Regions from separate parts of the Sus scrofa genome. Here regions 2, 3 and 4 are each linked to region 1. The links are chromatin contacts, called in public HiChIP or PLAC-seq and promoter capture Hi-C maps. All regions are on one chromosome and are shown on one strand. The core of a region is the stretch at or near the end of the contact, and the rest is flanking DNA. Distances in the headings are between cores, read along the strand shown. Region 1 holds the start of DDX21 (nucleolar RNA helicase 2). Region 2 holds the start of SRGN (serglycin). Region 3 holds the start of VPS26A (vacuolar protein sorting-associated protein 26A). Region 4 holds the start of SUPV3L1 (ATP-dependent RNA helicase SUPV3L1, mitochondrial).

What was found. Promoter capture Hi-C pulls out the DNA fragments that hold promoters and counts their contacts. HiChIP or PLAC-seq counts read pairs in DNA pulled down with a chosen protein or histone mark.
Region 2: a contact with region 1 is called in a promoter capture Hi-C map of liver, with 3 times the contacts expected there. The contact joins the promoter of SRGN here to the promoter of DDX21 in region 1. A contact is called at or near these places in 1 of 5 promoter capture datasets (liver), 1 of 47 Hi-C or Micro-C datasets (skeletal muscle) and 1 of 2 datasets of contacts at active chromatin or transcription factors (alveolar macrophages).
Region 3: a contact with region 1 is called in an H3K27ac HiChIP or PLAC-seq map of alveolar macrophages. The contact joins the promoter of VPS26A here to the promoter of DDX21 in region 1. A contact is called at or near these places in 1 of 5 promoter capture datasets (liver) and 1 of 2 datasets of contacts at active chromatin or transcription factors (alveolar macrophages).
Region 4: an H3K27ac HiChIP or PLAC-seq map of alveolar macrophages shows a contact between it and region 1. The contact joins the promoter of SUPV3L1 here to the promoter of DDX21 in region 1. A contact is called at or near these places in 1 of 5 promoter capture datasets (liver) and 1 of 2 datasets of contacts at active chromatin or transcription factors (alveolar macrophages).

What each region holds. Positions count from the first base shown.
Region 1 is chr14:72,036,741-72,041,323 of Sscrofa11.1, forward strand. DDX21 (nucleolar RNA helicase 2) reads left to right here and starts at 3,245. Exons shown (of 15, transcript XM_005657387.3): 1 at 3,245-3,429. The coding sequence starts at 3,343. LOC106508089 (a long non-coding RNA gene) reads right to left here and starts at 3,213. Exons shown (of 3, transcript XR_001304647.2): 1 at 2,785-3,213.
Region 2 is chr14:72,181,046-72,185,365 of Sscrofa11.1, forward strand. It overlaps SRGN (serglycin), which reads left to right and starts at 2,323. Exons shown (of 3, transcript XM_013990411.2): 1 at 2,323-2,631. The coding sequence starts at 2,556.
Region 3 is chr14:72,207,936-72,212,120 of Sscrofa11.1, forward strand. It overlaps VPS26A (vacuolar protein sorting-associated protein 26A), which reads left to right and starts at 2,551. Exons shown (of 9, transcript XM_001925999.7): 1 at 2,551-2,683. The coding sequence starts at 2,681.
Region 4 is chr14:72,244,217-72,248,681 of Sscrofa11.1, forward strand. It overlaps SUPV3L1 (ATP-dependent RNA helicase SUPV3L1, mitochondrial), which reads left to right and starts at 1,310. Exons shown (of 16, transcript XM_001928898.6): 1 at 1,310-1,506; 2 at 1,509-1,662. The coding sequence starts at 1,384.

The DNA.
Region 1 (4,583 bases), core at 1,995-4,494:
AGGAGAGTGAAAAAGATAAACGTGTAAGTAAATGCCAGCAAGGGGAAGGATGGATTTAAGGGGATTTCTTGCTCAAGGCTGGCTTCCCTATCAGCAAGGAAAGGGGGGGCATATCCTTAGAATATTAATTAATAGCTTTCGGTGTCTTCTGGAAGAAGGAGGGGGCAGGGCAAATTCCTCATCAAATTCTCAGCTTTGGGCTGAATGCAGCCACTTGTCTTTACTCTGCTCCTTTCTTACAGAGTCCAGAACTCATGGCTCCACTTTCTGGCTATTCAGAGCCTTCCATTTGATACTCTGTATCCTAATGTTGTCCCTTAATAGCTATTTGGACTTGAATCAGTTACCCCGATCTTCACTTTTTGAATTTGTAAATATGTTTTGTTCCCTTCAGCATTAGAAATTTGAATAATGAATTCACACTTAGGTGTGAATGTCTGAGAGCCTCCTCTCACATTATTTTCATTTTGCATATTTTGGTAGTAGTGCATAATAATGGTTTTTTAAAAAGTATTAGTAATATATGTACATTGTGGAAAATCTGAAAGAGAGGCAAACAGAAGAAAATTAAAACCATAATTACCTCTCTCAGAGATAATTATGGCTAATATTTTGTTGTATAGACCTTTGAATTCACTGTGTGTATACATACTTTGAGAAACAGAAAATTTCCCAATTTTACGAAAACATATCTACATCAGAGGAAAGTGGGCTGGCAGAATCAATATTCAAGCAGTTACTTCACATTTCCTATCAAATGGATATAAAAGACCCATTTCTTCTACTTGTTACTGAATTTTATACTGATGACTAGTTGAAATACGGTAACTTTGCCACCTTTGAGCCAGAAAGGGCCTTCTGCATGTTTCTTTTTGGAATTTTGGCGTTATGCCTATGTGCAGATATGTTACAAGGAATTTATATACTTTATAAGCCTTGACAACAATATTCCATTTAGTAGTGTCCGGGGCTTACTCTGTTGTTGAACATCTGTTGGTAATAAAAATATCCCTGTACTATGCGCAGCAGTCTCATGAAATTTTGTGGTTTATTAACGAGACTGTAGATTCCTAACTGCTTTCCTGCCTGGGCATACAGCTAAAATTTTCTTCAAAGGGTTCCTTTCTTGCCCCACTACTAGTGACAGGCTAATGTGTAATGGGCACTGTCCAAAATCTTAAGGATGCAAAGATGGATAAATCAAAACTCCTGGCTCAAGGATGTCACAGAGTGTGAGTTAAAGCATCATTGTATATTTATATAAATTTATCTGGTAAAAAATTGACAACTGTGAAACATCAATAATTTGTGAAAAAAAATTTCCTTTAAACTGTCAGATTAAAAGTGCAGTAAAATTAATCTTATGAAATACATAAATAAAACTTCCAGCATTTTCCTTTGTCATAAAATGATTAATTTTGAATTGTCTTTCCACAAATCTTGACACGCTTATGAGTTTTAATAGCTCTTATTTACTGTGCTGTATGTGCCAGGTACTGCTGCACTCTTTTGATTCGTTTTATATATATATATATATATTATTATTATTATTTATTTATTTTTGTCTTTTCTAGGGCCATACCCACGGCATATGGAGGTTCCTAGGCTAGGGGTCTAATCGGAGCTGTAGCCCCTGGCCTGTGCCACAGCCACAACAATGCAGATCCCAGCTGCCTTGACCTGCATCACAGCCCATGACAACACCAGATTCTTAACCCACTAGGCGAGGCCAAGGATCGAACCCGAAACCTTATGGTTCCTAGTCGGATTCATTAACCACTGAGCCATAATGGGAGCTCTTTTGTGTGTCTGTGTGTGTCCATTATATTAATTTTGCCAGCTCCATTATGCATGAGAAACTCGGGTTCAGATTAAGAAACATATCCAAAAATCAGAGCAAGATGATGAAGGTTTACAAGGCCAGGGAAGATTTCACATGCACGCGCGCGCGCACACACACACACACCCCCAACCCACCCCATTTTTTGCTGCACCTGTTGGCATGTGGAAGTTCCTGGGCCAGGGATGGAATCCAAGACTCAGCTGTAATCTGCAGTCTATGCCACATGTGACAACACCAGATCCTTAACCCACTGTGCCTGCTGGGGGATCTAAACTGCAACTCCACAGAGACATGCTGGACAGTTAACTTAATGTGCCACTGTGGGAACTCCTCAACCGATTTTTTTTTTTTTTTTTTTTCCCTTTTGAGGGCCGCTCCTGCGGCATATGGAGGTTCCCAGGCTAGGGGTCCAATCGGAGCTGTAGCCACCGGCCTACACCAGAGACACAGCAACACAGGATCCGAGCCGCGTCTGCGACCTGCACCACAGCTCACGGCCACGCCAGATCCTTAACCCACTGAGCAAGGCCAGGGATCGAACCTGAGACCTCATGGTTCCTAGTCAGATTCGTTAACCACTGAGCCACAACAGGAACTCCCTCAACCGATTTTTTAAAATGATTTCATGATGAATTGGCTCCCAGTTCTTTGTCTCACTAGTTCTTCACAGGAAGTTTAGCGATACTGTCACAGATTATTCAATATACCACTTTTCCTCAACTGCTTGAATTCGTATAGTGTCCACATTATGCAAGACTGAGAGCCCCTGTATTTTCTAATAGAGGTCCACGTGGTTTGGGGATCCTTTCTTCAGGCCCCAAGGCCGGTTCAGTTGCCTGTCTGTGCCTTCAAAACAACTGACACTCGTCTATTTCCACCCAGCCTATAAAACGTCTTGAAGGCAAGGCTTCTGTGCTGAATCCTAGCCTTGTTTCTCATACCTGACATGGTGAATGCTCAGGGGGAGGTACGGTGAGTGCACGCAGTAATGACCAGACCTGACAGAACTCCAGTTACTATCGAGGCCAGTGAGTCTGGGCGTCTCCTTTCAAGTGTGACGTTTCCACAGGATAACCAAGAATATACGTCCTGCGCATCTGCTCGTGAAAGGAGCTTGCCAAGGCTAGCAATCTAAAATAAAGCACTGAAAAGGCGCCACTCAAAAACAGCTAAAAATCTTCCAATATCAGGCCGAGGCTAGCGAAAATCTCGCCAGTGTTTTAACGACAATAAAGCCAACCTTTGCGGTTCCTTCCGTTTACCCTTCTGAGGGTGGCTTCTAGTTCAGGCACTGTAAACACTCAACTCACACCAGCCGGCGTGAGCTGCAGCTGCTTTGGAACCACATGTGCCGCCGCCTCCCTGGGGAACTTCCGCTTCCGCAGGATGAACTCTGCTACAGGAAGTGACGGGAGCTGGGTGGGCTAAAAAGGTTGGGCTCTCTCTTCCTCTCCACGCGGTTGACGAGATCGGTCGGCCTACCCAGCAGGTGCAGAGTGATGCCGGGGAAACTTCGTAGTGACGCGGATTTGGAGTCAGAAACCGCCACGGCAAAAGTGGAGATGCCGCGAAAGCAAAATGAGAAGGTACCACCGAGGGCCGAGGGACCTGGGGCAAGGCAGGACAAGGGGCTCTGAGATGAGGGGCCTGGGCTGGCGGCGCGAGGCGCGGACCCGACTTGGCCGGTGATCGGCGTGGGTTTCGGCCAAGGGGCGCGGGAGAGTGGTCGGTGCTCTCCGCGGGCGGTGGGCGCACTGCCCGGAGGTCCGGTGGGGGGGGCGATCGCAGCTGGAGAGCCGGCCGGGTGTCCCACGTGGTCTCTGAGTCTGGGCGCTCCGCACCGGGTGAGCAAAGTAGAACGGTCACGGTTAGGCCCCCACGTTTTGGCCCAGACTGATATCTCCCGGCGTGAGTGTGCGCGGAGGGAATTGTAGGTAGGGCTTTAAAGCTTTCAGCGGGGCTGGCCAGCCCATAAGGCCATCCGCACACGTGGGCGGCGTCCGCAGTGACATTTTTTTACCATAGTAGGGAGGTACTACTTGTTTTCCGGGAAGCGGCCCTTAGAAGATAAGTTCAGTCCCTCTTAATATTTTTAGCCATATTTTCCTTGGAAATGTAAAGACATGTATTGATGCTTAACTGCACACCGTGTGCAATTACCTCGATAGCTGCCTCCCGCTCTTACTTCCTTAGATAGCGATTTAACCTGTGACTGAGTCTCTGCTCTGAGATAAGGTCACTGAGAGCAAAGATTGTCCCTGAACTTGTATACGACTTAAAATTTTCTCTCCTTGCTGTTTCTGGGTCTTTTTGATGGGGAATTTCTACAAAAACAATGTTTTGGTGTTGTAGGAAGCCGAGGTAGCGCAGACTTGTGCTCACAGGTGGGGAGGAAGTGGTCCTGGTTTACCTGCCTTGCAACTTGTTAAATTATGGGATGCTGAAATTAGAAGGGACATGACCATACTCTATTGCTTTCCAAAGGAGACCACCGGAATTGGAAATCCAGCCTCGTTTGATGGAAGCAAGGGATGAAAGAAATAAAGCTTTGAGATGGAGGAGACCAGATTATTTTTCAGCTGTCTGAAGGATGGGTCGTGTGGGAGAGATTAAGGACAGAGGCTAGGCCTGAAATTGCAGGGAGGCAGGTTTCAGCTCAGTGTAAAGTCTCACTTCTGGAGTTGACCTGGGGCTCTGCTAGAGAGGTTTTAATAGAGGCTAAAACACCTTTCCAGTTGTT
Region 2 (4,320 bases), core at 1,073-3,572, 140 kb after region 1:
AGGTTCTTAAGCCACTGTACCATGGCGAGAACTCCTAGCATTTTTCTTTTAAAAGCATCAAAAACTAGGAGTTCCCGTCGTGGCGCAGTGGTTAACGAATCCGACTAGGAACCATGAGGTTGCGGGTTCAATCCCTGGCCTTGCTCAGTGGGTTAAGGACCCGGCGTTGTCCTGAGCTGTGGTGTAGGTTGCAGATACGGCTCGGATCCAGTGTTGCTGTGGCTCTGGCGTAGGCCGGTGGCTACAGCTCCGATTCAACCCCTAGCCTGAGAACCTCCATATGCCGAGGAAGCAGTCCTAGAAAAGGCAGAAAGACAAAATAAAGCATGGAAAACTTTTTGTAGAGGTGGAGGCTTAGAGAAAGATAGGGGTCCCCTTTGGTTAATGGAAGAAGCTTTGGGCAGGAAGCTTTTGCTTTTTGAGTTTGCCCTGCCAACTCAACCCTCACGGCCATGAGCTTTGATGGGCATCCTTTCACTGGCTTCCTACACCAGCCTTAGAACTAGAACGATGGGAGAGCACAGGGTAGGTGGCCCAGCATCTCTCAGCAGGTAAGTGAGCTCAGACCCAGGACTTGGGACTGCCTCAGGCATGTGTCCTGCTCCTCTACGGCTTGAAGAGGACTAGGGAAATGAAGTTGGAGGATGACTATTTGGAAAAAAAAAAACTTGGTTGTCAGCGTAGGGGAAACAGAGCAAATGCTTATGACTGCTGCAAAAATTTTAAAAAAACCCACCATGACCCAAAGAATTAAAAATTGAAGAACTGAAATGGAAAAAGCCTCCAAAATTACCATTTTAAAGCACAAGCTGTAATCAGCTCTGAGGTTTTGCAGGGAATTTATTGAAGCTATTGACAAGGATATTATTTTGATGCCATGGTTTTAAAGTGGAGGATAGGAGTTCCTATTGTAGCTCAGTGGGTTAAGAACTTGACTAGTATCCATGAGGATGCAGGTTCCATCCCTGGCCTTGCTGAGTGGGTTAAGGATGCACCACTGCTGCAAGCTGCAGCATGGGTTGCTGTGACTGTGGTGTAGGCCAGAGGCTGCAGCTCTGATTCAGCTCCTAGCCTGGGAACTTTAATATGCCGCAGGTTCAGCCTTAAAAAGAAAATAAATAAATAAATAAATAAAGGATAGCATTAAAAGCGACCAAAGTTGAGGGAGTTATTTCCAGCTGAAACCAGTATTCCATAGTGGGGAACCCACGGGATTTGTGAGTTTGCGGATTGTTTACTGCACTCAGAAGAGTCCCTGGACACACTTCCAACTGGTTTTGAGGAAGGTCAAAATGTGCATTCTTGGAAACCTTTGTGGACTTGCACCACGGCGACTCAGCAATTAATTTCTGAGGCGCGTTCTTAGCAGGAAATGGTAAAGGAACCAGCAGGAAGCAGAGAACAAGAGAAAGGAAACTCCTCCCTCTTGTCAAAGGACAGGCAAGAGTGAGGATGAAAATGGAAAGTGGACATTGTAGGGTTAGATGTGCTGCAATGGAGAGGGTGGAAGTAAGGAAAAAGTGTGTGCCCCAAGGGCAAGGGAGTGTGATAATCTGTTGTGTTTATTATGTGGCTTAAATATGGAGCCTGTGCTTTGTGACCCTCGGTCTTCAGCACACGATCCCCAGGAGATGGGGAAACGCTATTCCTTTATTTACAGAGGGCAGTGGTTTGTATGTTTTCTGAAGTCTGCAGCCCACTGACAGGAAAACCTCCCCCTGTTTCTGACTTCTAGCTTATTAAAGGCCAGAGGATGCCAAAGTCAAGTTGAAAAGTTTTACCAGGAGGAAAAAAAAAAACAAAGTATAAATGGAATCAAATCATAAGAAATACTTGGTGTGAAGGAGCAGAGGACTGCACAATCATTTTTCTGTTTTATCCAGTTCTTTGCAACTGAAAATCTTCACTAGATTTTGAATTAGAGGGAGAGCTGATGATCTAATGGGAGAAGCTGAGTCCTCTAAGAAGAAACTGGTTATCTGAGATCCAACAACACTTTCTTGTAGATTAGAACCCAGCTTTGAAGTTTCACTTTTTGAGCATGGCTCAGTGACTTCTGCTATTGCCAACAAAAAAGAAAATCAAGAACATATTATGCAGAATGGCCTCAGTGGTGAAAAAGCAGCATCTAGCCTCCTTACTTCATCAATTGGGCAGAGGCCCCTTAATGTCAGCAATCTCTTGTTTAGATGGTTACCTGAAGAAAGAAAAAACAAACTGTCCTTTATGATGATTCTGTTTAGCAGGGGGAAAAAAAATTGTAACCGGCCAGTGGCAAACAACAAAACTTTTGAAAAAGAAGACCTGGGGAGAGTCCAGGGCAGTTTCATAATGGGTATGAATAGTTATTTTGCTGCCCTTTTTTTTTTTTTTTTTTGGTCTAAATCTTTCTGGGGTTTGATGTGGATCTCTATTTGTTCAGGAAACTGTGACGTGTGTTCTGGGCAGGGTTTGAGGTTTTGGAACCTTTTCTAAAAGGGACAGAGAGCACCCGGCTACATTTCCCTTTTGTAAGGTTGGTGTGCAGGCGGTGGAGCCAAAGTGAGCCTGTCACAATGCAGGTGCTCTTCCGGTGCAGTGGGCTTGTCCTGGCTCTAGCCATCATCCTGATTTTGGATTCTTCAGTTCAAGGTAAGACCCAGGTATCTTGTCCCTTTGTAATTTTCCTTATAAGGCCCAGGGTCCACACAAATGATTATATTAATTTTAAGGTACAGAATGTATTCTATTTGGAAAAGTGGTGCCTCCCTCAAAAAAGAAAGAAAGAAAAAGAAAGAAAGAAAAAATGATTTAGGGTCGCTGACTGAGTTTTGTTAAGTTTGCTACCAAAAAAAAAAAAAAAAAATTTAAACTGAGGCAGGTGCAGCCTTATAAGTTCTTATAATGATTGAAATGTACAGTTTTATTTTGGATGAAATGTATGGTTTATAAATTTTAAAAAACTTTTTTTAAAAGATCAAGAGGGAGTTCCCTGGTCATCGAATGGTCAGGATTTGGCGCTTTCACCACTTCGGCCCGGGTTCAACCCCTGGTCTGGGAACTGAGATCCTATATCAAGCCGCTACATGCCATGGCCAAAAATAAATAAATAAATAAAGCTCAAGAAAGGAATATAGAAAATTGGAGTTCCATTGTGGCTCAGCGATTAACGAACCCAACTAGCATCCATGAGGACGTGGGTTCAATCCCTAGCCTTGCTCAGTGGGATAAGGATCTGGCATTGCCGTGAGCTGTGGTGTAGGTCCCAGACACAGCTTGGATCTGATGTTGCTGTGACTCTGGTGTAGGCTGATGGCTACAGCTCCGATTGGACCCCTAGCCTATGAACATCCATATGCCGCAGGTGTGGTCCTAAAGAGACAAAAAGACCAAAATAAATAAATAAATAAAATAATGTTATCTGAAAGAATATGCAAAACTAGTCAGAAATTTTTTTTAAAAAAAGGAATATAGAAAATTACCTACCCCTAGGTGTCCACATAAATCCCAAATTTTAACATAATACAAAATTTTTGTAATCACCCTGACACTGGGAGATGCTATTTTTGAAATCAGAGTAAATTTTTGTATTTTTTCTTCTTTTTTTAAACTTTGTTCTTAGTGACAATTCAATTATGGTTAGACATTGTTAATGCAAACCCTCTCAGATTTTAAAGAGAGGCCAAAGAATTTTAATAATTGTGCTGTTGCTCAGAGAAACATCACATTTGGAAATTTCTTGATAGGTTTCTTTATCATTCAGGGTTGTTTAGTAAGAATGAAACAACTTAAAACCTTTAATGACTAAGAAAATGAAAATGATAAATTTGTAAGAAAAATACAATTTCTTCTCCTTTGGTAAATAAAGGTTCACGTCTGAATAAGGCAGAAAATCACAGCCTGATAAAGAGATGGGAGAACTCATAGTAGAAAAACATTAAGTTCCTCCAACTCGTAAAGGAAATATTGAGTCATAATTACACACATGAGCTGGATTTTTTTCTTCGAAGTGACTTAGTTTTCTTGTTTTTACTTCTGGTGGAAATAAAATTGTACAGATGATCTCAGATACATTCATTATGTATTGGAAATGTATAAAATCACTTTCTTCTTGTTGTGTAATCACCGAAGAAAAAAACCAGCAAGGTATGTTGCTGAAACTTTTAATCTATTTTTAAAATATCAAAAATTGTTGATTGTAAGGAATAAACTTTACTTGGATCTTTTAGAGAAAACCTTCAGCTTAATGAAATAATTCCCTAATGTCTTCTGATAAGATCCAGGCAGTGAGGTCCATGTTTGTAGCACAGACTTGAGTGGCCACTTGGTGCTGGGCCTACC
Region 3 (4,185 bases), core at 1,301-3,800, 170 kb after region 1:
CACTCTTCATATGCTTGTTGGACATTTGTATGTCATCTTTGGGGAAATCTCTATTCAAGTTTTCGCCCATTGCTTAATCAGTTCACTTGATTTTTGGTTACTGAGTTGTAGGAGTTCTTTTGTGTTCTGGATATTAAGAATATATATATATATTTTTTTTTTTTTTGTCTTTTTAGGGCTGCACCCATGGCATATGGAGGTTCCCAGGCTAGGGGTCCAATGGGAGCTGTAGCTGCTGGCCTACAACACAGCCACACCAACGCAGGATCTGAGTGGTGTCTGCAACCTATGCCACTGCTCACGGCAACACCAGATCCTTAACCCACTGAGCAAGGCCAGGGGTCAAACCTGCAACCTCATGGTTCCTAGTCAGATTTGTTAACCATTGAGCCATGATGGGAACAAGAATATATGTTATTGAGCTATAGGAATTCTTTAGATATTCTGGATATCTTATCACATATATGATTTGCAAATATTTTCTCCTTTCCATAGGGTGTCTTTTCATTCTGTTGTGTCCTTTGATGCATAAAAGTTTTTAAGTTTGATGCAGTCTCATTTGTCTATCTTTGCTTTTGTTGCCTGTGCTTTTGGTGTAACAGCCAAGAAATCATTGTCAAGTCCAATGCCATGAAGTTTTTCTTCTGTGTTTTCTTCTAGGAGTTTTACAGTCTTAGGTCATACATTTAGGTCTTTAATCTGTTTTGAATTAGTTTTTGTATATAAGATACAACTTCATTCTTCTGCATGTGGATACCCAGTTTTCCCCAGACCATTTCTTGAAGATACTGTCCTTTCCCCACTGAGTCATCATTGCACCTTTGTCAAAGATCATTTTACCATATATGAGAGGACTTTTAAATTTTTTTAATAGATTTTTTTAGAGCAGTTTTATCCCAGCAAAACTGAGCAGCAAGTACAAAGTTCCCATGTATCCTCTGTTTCCCTCCACATGCTAAATACCCTTTTACTTTCCTGAAGTGAACAAAGATTACACATATTAAAGCTTTCCTCTTGGAGTAGCCGTCATGGCTCAGTGTTTAAAGAATCCATCTAGGAACCATGAGGTTGTGAGTTTGATCCCTGGCCTCGCTCAGTGGGTTAAGGATCTGGCATTGCCATGAGCTATGGTGTAGGTCGCAGGTGTGACTCGGATTCTGTTTTGCTGTGGCTCTGGCGTAGGCCGGTGGCTACAGCTCCGATGTGACCCCTAGCCTGGGAATCTCCATATGCCTCGGGAGCAGCCTTAGAAAAGGCAAAAAGACAAAATAAATAAATAAATAAAACTTTCCTCTTTTCAAATGCATGCATTTAGAGCTACAGATTGCCCTCTAAACAATATTTCAATGTATCCCATAAATTCTGTTGTCTTTTCAATATCTTTTAAACTATTTTAAAATTCCTATTGAGATGTCTTCTTTGACATAGAACTACAGAACTCTGTAGCTTAGCTTCCAAGTATTTGTGGATTTTCTGGCTATCTTTTTGTCACTTCTAGTTTAATTCTGTTGTGGTTACCGATATACACCAAGACATATTCCAAACCTCTTAAATTTGAGACTTACTTTATGGCCCTGCCTCATAAACTTGACAGTGTTTTGTTATGATGAGATAATCTGCCTTCGGACTGTCATTTTTTTTTTTTTCCTGCTTTGGTTCTGTATAGAGTGCACTATGGTACTTCAACACTAAATCTGAAATGCTACAGAATTCCACTCAGGGGCAGGTCTAGGCTTACACAACAGTGATCTAGATGCGGTTAAAGCCTGAGTATTTCTGAGCAGTAACATCCGACTTTTTTTTTTTTTTTTTGATAGCGAGTGATGCAAAAATTCCCGGGCCAGGGATCGAACCCGTGCCATAGCAGCGACCACGCCTGTTGCTTAACCCACTGAGCCATCAGGTAACTCCACACTGGACTTTTTAGAACAGCTTTCCTCACGGAAAGGCAGGGTGGTACAAATGATCTGTGAGCCCTCCACACCTCGGCGTGGATAGTTCATGAGTTATCCGTGAAACAATGGATGTAGTAACTTCTATTTTTTTTGTCTCTTCAGAGGTGATAAAGCCTAGTTCTCAAAACCCAGAAGCTCTTTGAGGGAAAGGAAGGAAGCTAGGTAGAGTTCGAGAAAGTGGAAGAATGCCTCATCCCCGGATTGAAAGAGCACATCTCTTTTCGAAGCCTAACCTAGCAGAACCTCGGGGAAACAACTCCCATTCAACTCCGCGGCCCAGTAACCCACCCGCAGAGAGTGTCTCCCGCACCAACCTTTTCTTGATCCTTCCTTCTTTCCCAGCTGCTCAAACTTCCTCAGAGAAGACGGTAGTATGGGAAGCAAACCCTGGAGGAACAACAAAGCGCTGAGCCCCAGGGAAGCCGATGTCCGCCCTGGACCCTCCCACTTGACGCTGTCTCAATGACTCCGCCCCTCCGCCGTGGGGTGGAGCACGAGGCCGCGCCTCCAAACCGCCCCGCCTCGGAGGGCCAGGCCGGCCAGTAGGGCGGGGCGAGAGGCGGGAGGCGGCCTGTGCTGGGGGAGGGGAGGCAGAGAGGGGGGGTCACGTGCAGCCGCGGCCCGAGATCACGTGACGGGGCGCCGGGGCGGAGGGAACCCGGGCTGGGAGTTCTCCTGAGAAAAGAAGAGTGAAGTGGGGGGACGCGGCGGCAGCGGCGCTGACAATGGTGAGTGCGCGGCGTATAGCGCGCTCGCCTCCAGCCCTCGCCCCAGAGCGCGCGGCGGGCCGGCCAACGGCTGGCCCAGTATCGCGGGAGGGCTGCGGGGAGCAGGAAGGGGCAGGCGGGCAGGGCGGGGAACCGGGTTAGGCCTGTCTGGCCGCCGCAGGTCGGGGAAGAGCGGGCTGCGCCGCTTCTTCCCGGTCTCGGCGAGGCCCGAGCACCTGCGGGTGGCGCCGCGTTCTCTTGGCCATGTCGGAGCCTGTGCCCGCGTTCCTTGACCGGCTGTGGGGGCCTTGGCTGGGTACTCGCACCCCGCCTCTGCGGGGGCCCTCTGCCGCCTCCCCTTCCAAGGTAGCCAGTCCCTCTGCTTCTCCTGGGCAGCCCCGCTTCCTTTCAGATGGAGTGATCCAAGAGCCCCTCGGTTCCACAGTCGGGGGGGACTTGGTCGCTCTGGTCCAATGTGTCATGAGCTTGATAAACTCCGTGATTTTTTTTTTTTTTAACTTGCGTATGGTGATATGAGGCGATTTCCTGACCCCACTTCAGCCTCGATGTTGACACTTGTAGAACGGGAGAGAAAAAGAAAAGGATATTGAAGGGAAGGACGCTTTTAATCCCAAAGACTCTAGTTTCGTGCTCGCTGCTTTGAGCTTTGGCTCTCCTTTCCTTCAAGCCATTTCTGGAAACTTACCGCTTTGGGATGTTGAAATGGCCTGGGGAGCAAAGGAGGGAGGGAAATCAGAGTACTCTCACTGCAGTTAGTGGGAAGCGCAAGCATGGGCACGATGGCGTTTAATTGTGTGTGTTGGCGATCGCCTCCAGATTGGATCTCATTTGGCTCGTTTTACGGTAGTGTTCGTTAAATCGTTTCACTTGGCGAGTATATGTTGCGCGCCTACTGTGTGCTCTCCCTAATAGTACCTGCTTTCCCAAAGCTCATCCGGTTCAGTAAACTGCTTGAGACTTTTGACTTAAAGACCAAGCTAGATTTATTAATTTTTTTTGTCTTTTGTTGTTGTTGTTGTTTCTATTGATTTATTAATTTTTTAAGTTACTTTGAATAAATAACTTTGAGTCAGAAATCGAGTTGTTTTAATTAAAAAAAGAAAGTGAGGACAGGCATGTTCTTTCTTAAACTTGCAGCCGTTTTTTCTTTCATTGAACAAATAATTACTGAGGTTCTCCCGGGGCCGCTGAGCAAGATTGAAACAGCCCTTGCTCTCTTGTAGCTTGCAGTCCAGAGGGAGATAAACATTTATTTGTGTAATCATTTGTTTAACATGTGTTAAAAAGGAGTACGGTAGGGCTGTGCCTAGTCAGGGAGTTAGAGAAGGCTTCTTTAATTGAATATAATTTGCAAAGAAAACTTAAAAGGCTATTTTTTGTTTACATTTAAAATTATTACTTTTAATAAACTTTTAAATTATGTTCAAGAGCAATTTTTATTGTCAAGTTACTCGTCAAATGATCAAATTTGTAAAGCTTTATAACACTGAAATTGGCACAGC
Region 4 (4,465 bases), core at 60-2,559, 210 kb after region 1:
TAGGGCCACAACAATCTGGGGCGGTGGGCGTCGTGTTCAGTGGCTTGATGTGGGGTCTCAGTTCCCAAATCAGGGATTGAACCTGGGCTGTGGTGGTGAAAGCTCTGAGTCCTAAATCACTAGACCACCAGGGGACTCCCAACAGTTTTGTTTTAAAATCAGCTTTCTAGATGATTCTGATGCATGCTGAAGTTTGAGAACTACTACTCTAAAGACACAATTATGATAGTTTCAGTGCTATGACAGCAGTTGTACTAGGCACCCAATAATAGTTTAGAAGTATGGAGGTGAGAAACGATGACACAACTGGCCCATAGTTCCAGCACGAATAGTTCTTTGAACTCTCATTAGCCTAAGAATAATAAGTATTTCCAATGCTTAACAGGTACTGTGCCTATGACTAAGACCAGATCAGAAACTCTGAGGGCAAGGTGCTGGTCTACTTGAATCCCTTATGTTTAAAAAGTATTCTGTGAATCAAAGGTACATAGCAAACTGTTACTGAAATCCTATTTGACACATTATCACACATCACGTGCATTGTTCCTTTAACTTGCAAGACCTTACTGTTTTAAGTATAATAATAGAGATATGGAAAACCCAAATCCAACAGCATCTTTTGAATTTAACATGTAGCGACCTAATGTGACACAGTATCCAACGAATGCCAAAGAAACTAGACTTTGGTCCAGGTACAAGGGACATATTTTTGCCATGTGGTTGTGATACATCAGCTGCTAGGAGGATGTACACAAATTGCTCATATTAGAGTATAATTACTTACACACAGGTCATAACAAGGGGTTTACCTAAGCACTTGCAGAACAAAATTCCTTAGCAACAATCCTGATGGGCAGATCGTTTTGTTCTCTAACATTATTCCATTAGGAAACCAAAGTTAATAACCCAAAGAACTTTCCAGAAATGCTCTTGAAAACTTGGAGTCCCAAAGCCATGGAGAAAGGCCGACTACACCGATAGGTGCCTCTCCAAGTGGTGCGCCCTCTGAGCCCTGCCGCACTGCCCACGTGCTTCTGAATAGGGCCAGCGTCCGTCACGTGATGCACCTCGCAGGCCCCGCCTCTCAACTGTGACATCCCCAACCGGTGCCTGATTATTTTCTTTTCTTTAAAGAAAGCTGGCTCCAATTTCCAATAAAAAGAGAGAGACAGAGCACGAACTTACAAGAAGTTATCTTTTCTGATTTTTCACTTCTAAGCTTTCCTTTCCCTTTATGAACCGCCTTTCAGCACTCGGGCGTTTTCCTGGGCAGCTTTGCTGTTCTGGGTCTTTGCGGGCTGTAGGCACTGGCGTTGTGCGTCACTGTCCGCCGCCGTGTCCCCAGGCTACTCCAGCCTGCCTCCTTTCCAGTCTGCGGCCTCAATGTCCTTACCCCGGTGTGCCCTGCTGTGGGCTCGGCTCCCCGCCGGGCGCCAGGCTGGCCATCGGGCAGCCGTCTGCTCTGCCCTTCGCTCCCACACTGCGCCCTTTCCTGGGCTCTCGGGCGCGTTTCTGCCGTCGCCTGCGCCTCCTCCTCCTCCTCCGCCTCAGGAGGCTCCAAAGCCCCGAACACGTCCTTGTTCGTGCCGCTGACTGTCAAACCTCAGGGTCCCAGCGCGGATGGCGACGTCGGGGCCGAACTAACTCGCCCTCTGGACAAGAGTGAGTGCACGGGCTGGAGAAGGCGGCCAGGCTGGTGTTTGTAGGGCTGAGGAAGCTGTCCTTCCTTCCCCTGGAGACTTGCGGTCCCCTTGAGCGTTGTCACTGTGCTTGTCAATGTCCATCTCCCTTGTTGGTTTGGGAGCCGTTCAAGGCTTGGGACTGTGTCTCATTGATTCTTTAGTGTGCTGCGCCAGAAACTGGCCTTGTTCTTCTCGCTGTTCTCTGAATGGTTACATTGTCCCATCCTCTTGTGATGGGGCAGTTCACGTTTTTTGAGTCGTTAGGTGGACCACTAATTTTCTAGCATCCTCTCTCTCCTCCCCGGTGGTTCAAAACTATTGCCCCGAGAAAGGACAAGGGAGTGAGGCAGTGAAAAGCCAGAGGAGAACTTTGCTCAGGATTATTTGTCACTGACTGGGCACCTACACAAACTAGACGCAGTGTTAGGCTGTATAGTGGCTGTCAAGAGGAACCAGATTCATATCCAGATCTCTTCCACTCCAGAACCTTATATTCTCATGGGAAGGAAGGAAGCACATACAGATGACCAACTGTATTACAAACTAAAGCATGACAAGGGTGTGCTTCCCAAAGGTGGTAGGTACTCTGATCATTGTGGGCCCCAGAGAGAAAGGAATCATTTGGCATCAGCAAGTGGCAAGACCTAATCCTTTTGCTCCCCTGCAAAAAATTGTTTAGTGTTTTTCCATTGTCCCCAGTTGAAAGGGGGCTTCAATCTCTAATATGCCTGGAAGGCCCTGCCTGGTCTAGCCTGAGTACCTCTTGGAGAGGCTTCATTGCACAGCACTCTCCTTGTTTCAGCGACATTGGTGAGATGTGAGCTTGTGCTTCAGGGCCTTTAGTATATGCTACCCTTTAGGCCTAGAATACCTCTGTGATTCTTTCTTCTTCTTTTAAAATAGCAGTGACTAATAGGGAGCGTTTGCTAGAGATAAATACTGTTTTAAGCATGTGACATTTAATCTTCCTAATAACCCAGTGAAGTAGGCAGTTTTTATTCCTGTCAAATACTTACTGAATGTCTGTTACATGCTACTATGTGCCAAGCACTGTTCTGGTCAATATGGTAGGTGCTGTTTTAAAGATTTTTTTTTTTACATGTATATGTATTTTTTTTTTTTTGGTTGATTATAACACATTTAGCGATGTGAAGGTAGATTGACTTAAGTAGAAAGACAATGCATATTTGTGACAGTCATACAGCACTTAAGGGAGGGGCCTGATTTACATTTTACTTCTCTTTTCTCCATTTCCCAAATGGTAGAAAGAGAGTAGTATTTTCTCTGCTGATGTCTCTGGATTGTGAAAATCACGATAACATGTTTGGCAAAGCACTTTGAAAAGTGTAAAGGGGAGTTCCCGTCGTGGTGCAGTGGTTAGCGAATCCGACTAGGGACCATGAGGTTGTGGGTTTGGTCCCTGCCCTTGCTCAGTGGGTTAAGGATCTGGTGTTGCCGTGAGCTGTGATGTAGGTTGCAGACGAAGCTCGGAGCCTGCGTTGCTGTGGCTCTGGCGTAGGCCGGGGGCTACAGCTCCGATTAGACCCCTAGCCTGGGAACCTCCATATGCTGCGGGAGCGGCCCAAAGAAATAGCAAAAAGACAAAAAAAAAAAAAAAAAAAAAAGAAAAGTGTAAAGATAACAAATATAAACTAGTATCATGTGTATTAAACATTTGATATAAAGTAGAGGGATTCCCATTCTGGCTCAGTGGGTTAAGAACCCAACATAGTGTTTGTGACTATACGGGTTCAATTCCTGGCCTCACTCAGTGGATTAAGGATCTGGCATTGCCACAAGCTGAGGTGTAGGTCACAGATGCAGCTCAGATCCTGCGTGGCTGTGGCTGTGGCCGGCAGCTGCAATCCTGATTGAACCCCTAGCCTGGAAACTTCCATATGCCACAGTTGTGGCCCTAAAAAGAAAAAAGAAAAAAAAAAGTTACAAAGAAAATGGCCATTGCAGCATCTTTTTGGGAGTGGATAATAAGGTAATTCTTATTATGGAGATTTTTTTTTTTTTTTTTTGTCTTTTGTTTTTGTTGTTGTTGTTGTTGCTATTTCTTGGGCCGCTCCCGTGGCATATGGAGGTTCCCAGGCTAGGGGTTGAATCAGAGCTGTAGCCACCGGCCTACGCCAGAGCCACAGCAACGCGGGATCCGAGCCGCGTCTGCAACCTACACCACAGCTCACGGCAACGCCGGATCGTTAACCCACTGAGCAAGGGCACGGACCGAATCCGCAACCTCATGGTTCCTAGTCGGATTCGTTAACCACTGCGCCACGACGGGAACTCCAGATTTTTTTTTTAATTGAAAGCAAAACCAAATTCCCTCATTCTGAAAAACAAATTTTTGTTACAAAACAAATTTTTGTTAGTGGGATGCTTTATCCAGGCTTAATTTCTTCAGTGAGTGTTGTGTGTGTTGTGACTGCATGAAAATGCAGTTGGTACTCTTATGGGGGATAAAAATGCGGGCCACCCAGCCTTCCTGTGTTTCATGATCAAAGACTGCATCCTCAGTTTTGGCCTGCCTTCCCAGAAATGAAGAGTATATGGCTGGATCAGTAAAATATTTATTACTACAGAATAATGCAGTAGTATTTGAACATGTAAAATGTTAATAAAATTTCATCTTGATTAATTTAAAATATTTTCACCTGTAAAATTAGTGATTCATAACAATGTGTTACTTCGGCAGGCATCTAATTCAGCCTCAACTACAGTACAGTAATTTCTCCCCTGTCACCCATGAAATACGGTTACCTAAACCTTGCTTGAGG